Linked DNA regions of Sus scrofa: region 1 is linked to region 2. A link is a contact called in public Hi-C data. All regions are on one chromosome and are shown on one strand. Each heading gives the region's core, a stretch centred on a gene start, on an enhancer-like site or on the middle of the called end of the contact. The rest is flanking DNA. Distances are from core to core; before and after follow the strand shown. Region 1 holds the start of GLRX5 (glutaredoxin-related protein 5, mitochondrial). Region 2 has its middle 25 kb from the start of DICER1.

What was found. A called contact is a pair of places that touch in the nucleus more often than the background predicts.
Region 1: a Hi-C map of retroperitoneal adipose tissue shows a contact between it and region 2, with 1.5 times the contacts expected there. The contact joins the promoter of GLRX5 here to the enhancer-like site in region 2. A contact is called at or near these places in 7 of 47 Hi-C or Micro-C datasets (alveolar macrophages, embryonic fibroblasts, heart right ventricle and 3 more) and 1 of 2 datasets of contacts at active chromatin or transcription factors (alveolar macrophages).

What each region holds. Positions count from the first base shown.
Region 1 is chr7:116,785,394-116,789,218 of Sscrofa11.1, reverse strand. GLRX5 (glutaredoxin-related protein 5, mitochondrial) reads right to left here and starts at 1,873. Exons shown (of 2, transcript XM_001928993.6): 1 at 1,454-1,873. The coding sequence starts at 1,739. LOC100525590 (a long non-coding RNA gene) reads left to right here and starts at 2,119. Exons shown (of 3, transcript XR_116071.3): 1 at 2,119-2,239; 2 at 2,521-2,733.
Region 2 is chr7:116,431,458-116,435,315 of Sscrofa11.1, reverse strand. It overlaps a transcript of DICER1 not described here. Among named protein-coding and RNA genes, the nearest start is that of DICER1, 25 kb to the right of the region's middle. Within about 2 kb of position 2,550, at least 2 of the 83 cell types and tissues checked have an H3K27ac peak or open chromatin away from gene starts, as enhancers often do. A contact at or near this core is called in retroperitoneal adipose tissue, where this site is marked.

The sequences.
Region 1 (3,825 bases), core at 624-3,123, 350 kb before region 2:
CTAAGCTGCCTTCTCCGCTCCTCTTTTCCATCCACCAAAACCAAGAGCTCTCTAAGGATCAGATAACCTGGGTGGGGAGGAACTTTTCAAAACATAAAGTGCTAATAATAAAACAGAGACCATTTAATGGGTGTCTTCTGTGTGCCAGGAAAGATGACAGGCACTTTCGAAAAAGTTTTTCTTTCTCTTTTTCCCTCGCAAAAACGTTGTCAAGTGTGGTTTCATCATCCTCCTGCTACTGAGAAGGAAAATGCACGTGTGTGACTTGCTCTGTGGCTGACTGGCCGCAGAAGGACTCTAGCCCAAAGCCTCTCCGTGACACCGGCCTGGCTCCTTGATGTCGGAGTGTCTACGATTGACAACTTCAAAAGCAGAATTCTCCTTGTAGAACACCAGAGAACCTGGTGCCCTCAAACTCCCTCCAGAACACTGTCAAAAGCCTGATACGAGGGCGATGCTGGAACTCAGACACTGAAAGTCTAACGTAAAGGCCACCCTTCGGAGGGTACAAGCATCGTCTCCCCATTTCTCCAGCAACACCATCAACCCTAGCCAAGGGCAGACCCAGGGGTTCCGGTCTCTTCCTCTTTCTCTGCCTTCACTCAGATAAACAGAAGACTGCAGGGAAGGATCTTAGCTTGGAGTTCAACAGGAAAGACGCTAATTAGCTGCCAAGGCCCTCCACCTTGCCCCAGGGCCCAGGGAAAAGGCCCAGACCCTCCTCCATCTGCCTGGCCCTGGGCTCCTGGAGCTCCCAAACCTGAGTTAGCCGGGGCCCAAAAGTCATCCCTCCATCCCATCCCTACAAGCCTCTCCAAGCCCTAGCCCCCAGCTTTCCCCCATCTCGAGTACCTAAAAACGAATTTCCTATCTTTTTCTCCCACAACGCCAGAACCCGGCTAAGACCAGTCCAAAAGCTGTGTCAAGCCCCTCCTTGCAGCAACAACAGTGGCCGGTCCCTGACACCGCGAGCCTCGAGGCACAGCAGACCAGCCTCCGACCCCCTTGGCCTCAACCTCGGCCCTCCCTCCACCATCAACAGGACACTTATCCACGAGACAGGTCACGGCTTCAAAGTGTCTCCTTAGTGGTTCCCCCTGTATCCCTCTTTGTCCCACCTTCCCAGCTCTGCAGAGCGAGGAGTGAGGCTGCTGACCACGATACTTGGACTCAGCCCCAGAGAATGCCCCCGAATGCCTATTTCTGCTCAGAGTGAGGTTCGGGGGAACAGCTAAGTAAGGACTTACCCCACTGCCCAGGTTGGCCCAGGGCCCCAGATCCTCAAGACCCGGTTCAAGGTGATCACGCCCCCACTCCAGACCCTCCAACGCGGAGTGGAAGCCCGCGCCCTAACCCCGTTTGAACCTCCGCAGAGACCTTGGCGGAGAGACCCTCCCCCCCGCAGAGAGGCCTCGGCCTGTCGCCCCCCAGCCCCGCCCCCGCCGGCCCTGACCTTGCCGGAGCTGGGGGTCGTCCAGCACGTTGTAGGCCGCGTAGTCGCGGACGCCGTGCAGCCGCAGGATCTGCACCACGGCGTTGCTGAAGCCACACTGGGGCTGCTCTGGCGTCCCCTTGAGGAAGACCACCACCTTGTCCTTCTTCACCAGCGTGTCCAGATGCTCCGCTGAGCCGCTCCCGCCCGAGCTCGCCGCCCGCACGCCCGGGACCCACAGACCACCGCCTACGCCGCGCCCCCAGCGGAGCAGAGCCGCCGCCGCCCGGCCCAGGGACGCGCTCATCCCCGTACGCTCGCCGGAGCCCTGGACAGCTCGGGACCTGAGTTAGACAGCAGGAGCCTCGCTGGGGCCTGGCCAGCGGCGGCCCGCCCCGTCCCCCGGAGACCCTCATTGGACCGGCTCCGAATAGCTCTACGTGATTGGACAACGCTGGCCGGCAATTACTGGATTCTACCAATCATATTACTTGTCCCGCCCCGATAGCTTGGAGGAGGTCCTTAGCTTGACGCCTTACCATTGGCGGTTGGCAACCTCTCTATCAGTTGATTGGAGAGAGTGCATGTCCATCAAGGTCACGCTTGAGACTAGCAGAGGCGAAACCAGCGGGAAGACGACTTCGCCACCAAGGGCGGGCGGGCCTGCTGGGATACTCCGGGTGAGTGGGACGCACTGGGCGGGGTTTCGCCGTTCCGAGGATGTCGGGGAAGGGGGGTCACTGCCAGATGGAGGTTCCGGTTCCGGTGCAGTGTCTGGCTGGTTGCGTTGCTACGGCAGCGCGGTTGGTAGGTGCCTGGTTCTTGCCGTAAGGGTGGTAGCGGCGCTGGAGTAGGTCTGGGTCTAGGAGAGCGGCCCGGAGCGTCTGTAATGCCGCAGCCGTTCGCGGCGGGAGCGTGGACCAAGCCGGGCTCTGGCGGCCAGGCCTGCCGAGGGCTACCGCGTCCGACCTGGCCCTGTGCCTCGGAGCCTCTCGCGGTCCCGCCGCCCATGTGAGAGCGGAGGCCTGGTTTCCGCCCATGGGCCGCGATTACTTCACTAAAACAGCTTTTATTTTAAAACACTGTAGAGCGCTCTCGTCTGTGTGATCGGGGCTTCGCTGACTTTCCGGCCTACTTAAGCCCCTGGGCCTGGGCCCAGGAAGGGTTTGTTGAACCGGGAGCTAAGAAGGGAATTGGCTCGTTCGACAGACGTTTTCTGCGCAGCTGTGGCGTGCAAGGCACGGGGCCGGTGCGGGACCTCCAGAGAGACCTGTGCCCAAAGCTTGAGAAATGAGAAGCAGGTACAAAGCAATGTGGGGTGCAGAGGAGGGAAAGGCAGTTTCCTTAGACCCACTGCTTTCTCTAGTCTCCATTGTGCTTATTACACCTTGACACGTGTTTGCTAACTTGTTTGTTGACTTCTCTCCCGGACCCTCGACTTCATTCACTGCTGTATTCTCAGTACCTAGAACAGTGCTTGGAACGTGGCGGGTGCACATATTGGTGGAAAGAACGATTCCCGGGAGAGCGGGGCTCAGCGACATCGCCAAGTGATCTGTAGTCTTGGAGCCGCCCAGGGTTGGTGGTACCCTAGAGCACACCAGACTTGCAGAGAAAGCAGACTCAGAGGAAGCTGAGGCATAACTGCTCAAGAGCCAGCAGTACGATGTGCAATTTTCCTCTGATAGTTCCTGGGTACTGTTGCCACGGTGATAATGGCTGTGCCAGTGCCGTTATCTATCAACCGACAGTAAGAGCAGCTTTTTGCAGTCAGATATTGTTTAACAGATGGAGTGGTTTCTGTTGGACACTAAGTACTGCTACAAGTTACTTTTTTTAAAAATTATTTTAGGAGTTTCTGTTGTGACTAAGCGGAAACGAATCGCCCTAGCATCCATGACGACGCAGGTTTGATCCCTGGCCTTGCTCAGTGGGCTAAGGAATCCCGGTTGCCATGAGAGCTGTGGTGTAGGTCGCAGACCAGCTCGGATCTGGTGTTGCTGTGGCTGTGGTGTAGGCCAGGGGCTACAGCTAGGATTCGATCCCTAGCCTGGAACCTCCATATACTGCGGATTCGGCCCTAAAAAGACCAAAAAAAAAGAAAAAAAATTTTTTTTTTTTTGTTACTGAAATGTAGTTGATCTACAATGTTGTGTTAATTTCTGCTGTACATCAAAGTGATTCATTTATACATATATATTCTTTTCCATTATGGCTTATCACAGGATATTGAATAGAGTTGCCTGTGCTATATAGCAGGACCTTGTTGTTTATCCATTCTATGCATACTAGTTAGCAGCTGCTAATCTCAAATTCCCACTCCATCCCTCCCCCGCCCCTCACATTATTTTTTTTTAATTTAAAGTAGTTTATAAGTTGTTGCTGGAGGTGAT
Region 2 (3,858 bases), core at 1,301-3,800:
AAACCGAGACGAGCGGAGAGTCCTTGCTGTAGAGTTCAACCTGTGCTTTTGGGAGGAAAAGTCCTGCTGAAAGGGGCACATTACTGACTCATCTAAGTCTGAAGTATTGCGACTATCACGATTTAAAAGCGTTCATCTGATTCAACAGTATTACTCTGGAGTCTGTGCTTCTTGCGGTGCTTTGGCCTTTGACTTTTCTGAGTCGTCACAATCCTGATTTTCAGTTGTCTTCTTGTTGCTTGTTTTTTCAAGTGCAGCACAGTGAGTGGAAAAGGGCACAAGTCAGGAGTTAAGTAACTTGGAAATTATTTTTTTTAATGTGCTTTAAATAAAAGGCTAACCACATTGAAAGAGTATTGGCATAAACATTAAATTTTCTAAATAAAAATACCCATCTTTGCCAAGAGCTCCAATAATTTGTTAGAGGATGAATGACGGGACAAGATTCTGAATGTGCTGCTAGTGAATAGTAATTTTAGTATTAGTATCTTTGGGAAGTAGGTTCTGGAATAATCAGTTTATTTTGCAAAGCATTGTCTTTAAAGCTTGCTGTCCCTCTGGGGCATATGTATATTGTAAGTAATATATGAAACATATATGGTTACTTCAGAACTTCATTTCAGGACATATTTTATAAAACTATAGGTTAGAAACACTGCAGAGATTGCCTTTAATATGTCACTATGGATACTTAAATGGCAATGAGGGATTTATTCAAGGCATCAAAATGCTGTTTTAAGAAAAGATGTCCACGTTTCATTTGGGGAGCAAAGCCCTCCTTTTTCTGCAGTAAGGGCTTGCTTTCCTTTTTATGCTGTCTTCTCATCATTAAAGGCTAGTTCTGCTTCTTGTATTATGCCTGTGGGTCTGTGTGTGAGTTGTATGTGAAGTGGTTTTGCCATTGCTGAATTGTATTGTCTTGGTTTTAGAAGACATTTTTATCTTGATGTGGCTCATGATCCTAATTTGACAGTGATTTTGTGGTGGTGTGCAGTGGGTAGTACTTTTAAAGTACTCCTGTCTTCAAGAAGGCTGACCTTTAAGGCACTGAGATATTTATTCCCTGCCGCTCTGGGACAGATGGAGGAGATACTTGTTTCATTTGAGAAAGTAGGTATTTCATGGACATTCAACTTAATGTTGTCTTATTTTATTTATTTATTTTTTTTGTCTTTTTTTTTGCTATTTCTTGGGCCGCTCCCGAGGCATATGGAGGTTCCCAGGCTAGGGGTCCAATCGGAGCTATAGCCACCGGCCTACGCCAGAGCCACAGCAACGTGGGATCCGAGCCGTGTCTGCAACCTACACCACAGCTCACGGCAACGCCAGATCGTTAACCCACTGAGCAAGGGCAGGGACCGAACCCACAACCTCATGGTTCCTAGTGGGATTCGTTAACCACTGCGCCACGACGGGAACTCCATGTTGTCTTATTTTACATGCAAGGAAGCTAAGACTTAGAGGGTTCTGACTCTAGAAGTGACAGAGCCAGGATTGGATCCTGCTCTGATTTCACAGTCTTTACGTGTGGGCGCTTATCCTTGCGTTGCATTGCATCGCTGCTGCAAGTGGACTTGAGGTGAAAAACCTGCATAAGTTGCACGTAAGTCCTTAGTTAATACTTGCTGAATGAATTGAAACTGTCTCACCTTAAGTGTCCAGGTGACCTTTGATTATCTGAATTACTTAACATTTGCCTCCTTTTTTGTGGTAAAATACAACAAAAGGTACCATCTTAACCATTTTTAAGTGTTAATAATGCAGTGCTGTGGCATTAAGTGCATTCACATTGTTCTGCAGCCATCATCACCATTCATCTTCCTCAACTGAGACTGTCCCCGCTCAGCGTTAACTCCCCATTCCACCATCCTCCCCGGCCCAGGCCACCATCGTTCTGTTCTCTGTCTCTATGAATCTGACGGCTCTTGGAACCTAACGTAAGCAGAATCAAAACAACATTGTCCTTTTGTGACTTAACATTGCATCTTCCAGAATCATGCATCTTGTAGCCTGTGTCAGAATTTCCTGCTTTTTCAAGGCTGAGTAATATTTCATCATACATGGATGCACCCCATTTTGCTTCTCCATTCATTCTTCGATGGATTCTTGTGTTGCTTGTGCGTTTTGGCTTTGTAAACAATGCTGCTGTGAACAGAGGTGTACAGATTATCTGTTTGAATCCCAGCTTTCACTTCTTGGGGATTTGTTTCTTGATCATCAAGCAAGAAGTGGTCAGATTGTTTCTTAATCGCCAGAACACTAGAATAGACTCCGAATTTATTGCAATATGAGTTTTCTCAGGGTAGTTCCGGATAGTTCTACTTTCCCACAAATAGCAACTATTTGTTAATAGAAGACTTTAATCTTTTTGAGGCCAAAGACTTAGCTGTTTTTAATGATCTCCGTTTCCATCCGTATTAGCAAGTAGCTGAATTCATTCGGTTGATCCATCGTGGCGCCCTCGTTGTGCTCTGTTGGATGCCAGAGGGAGGTACTGGTCAGGTCTGTGCTTAACTTGGGTAAAGAGTAAGTTGGAGCCGAGTGGTTTCCCCTTGTGCTCTGGCACGTTCGTGAGTGCAGCACGCTCTCAAAGCCCCGGGGATGTATGTGTTTGATTGGCTCCTCTGAGGATGGGTTCAAGAGGGCCTTCTAACAGACAGGTGTTTGAGAGGACTCTGAGCCTGAGGGACGGAGTGTGGAGAGAGCTGGGGGGATTCGATGAGAGGCTTTGAACAGGGATCATTAGCATCTCCATGTAGCTAAAGTTTGTTATTTTTTCAGTGTTTTATTAGTCAAAGCAAAAGAGGAAGCAGGACTAATTAGAGTTGGCATTGATTAATGAAAGGAAGTGTACCAATTCATCAGAAGCAGCCTCTTGTGTGAAGAATGAGCATTTGGATTCTTAGGTAAAAAGATGACATTAGCAATGTATGGAGAAAACGTTTTACTTTTTACAAATGATAGAGAAATTTTTCACATGCTGCTTTGGAGAAACTGGATAAGGCCTCAGGCAGAACGGAGAAGCTTAGTAGCGCAGGTGTACAGCATCCTGGTGATTTGAGTCATTGGCAACTAGTTAATTTATCTTTCCAGGTGATTTCCCTCATGTAGCATTTTTCTCTACAGGCTTTTGACAGATGCCGAATAACAGTCCATTCACACATGGACTCTTCTCGAGAGCATAGGCAGGCAGGATTTTCCACAGTCTCTCTGCTGTTGGGTGATGGTATAGATTGGATGGATGAATACGGAGAGAAACACAGTCTTGAGATCTAGTGGATGAAAGTGAAATTTTCAGACATGTAAGAAGGCCTTTGTTAAAGTGAATTTTGAGTACCAAGTAGCTTTTGGACTTATCTAACATTGGCAGTGAATTTTGGGTTCTCCTTCACTATGCAGAGTTGCTATCCATTTTAAATAGGTGACTAAGAAGATGCCGCAAGAAAGCATTGTCTGAGGATGTCCGCAAGACATCTAGGGAATAAGACACGAAAGACTTCAGTTTTGGCCTTAGTGGAGTTCCCATCATGGCTCAGCGGAAACAAATCTGACTAGCATCCATGAGGATGCAGGTTCAATCCCCGGCCTTGCTCAGTGGGTTAAGGATCTGGTGTTGCTGTGAGCTGTGGTGTAGGTTACTGATGTGGCTCGGATCCCGCATTGCTGTGGTGGCTGTGGTGCAGGCCGGCAGCTGCAGCTCTGATTCAACCCCTAGCCTGGGAACGTCCATATGCCACCGATTCAGCCCTGGAAAAGCCAAAAAAATTTTTTTTTGGCCTTGGCGTTCTGAGTTTTGAAGCTCACAGTGACACTGACGGTCATGCTGCATTAAGGTTTACAAGTTCGTAGGGGTAGTAA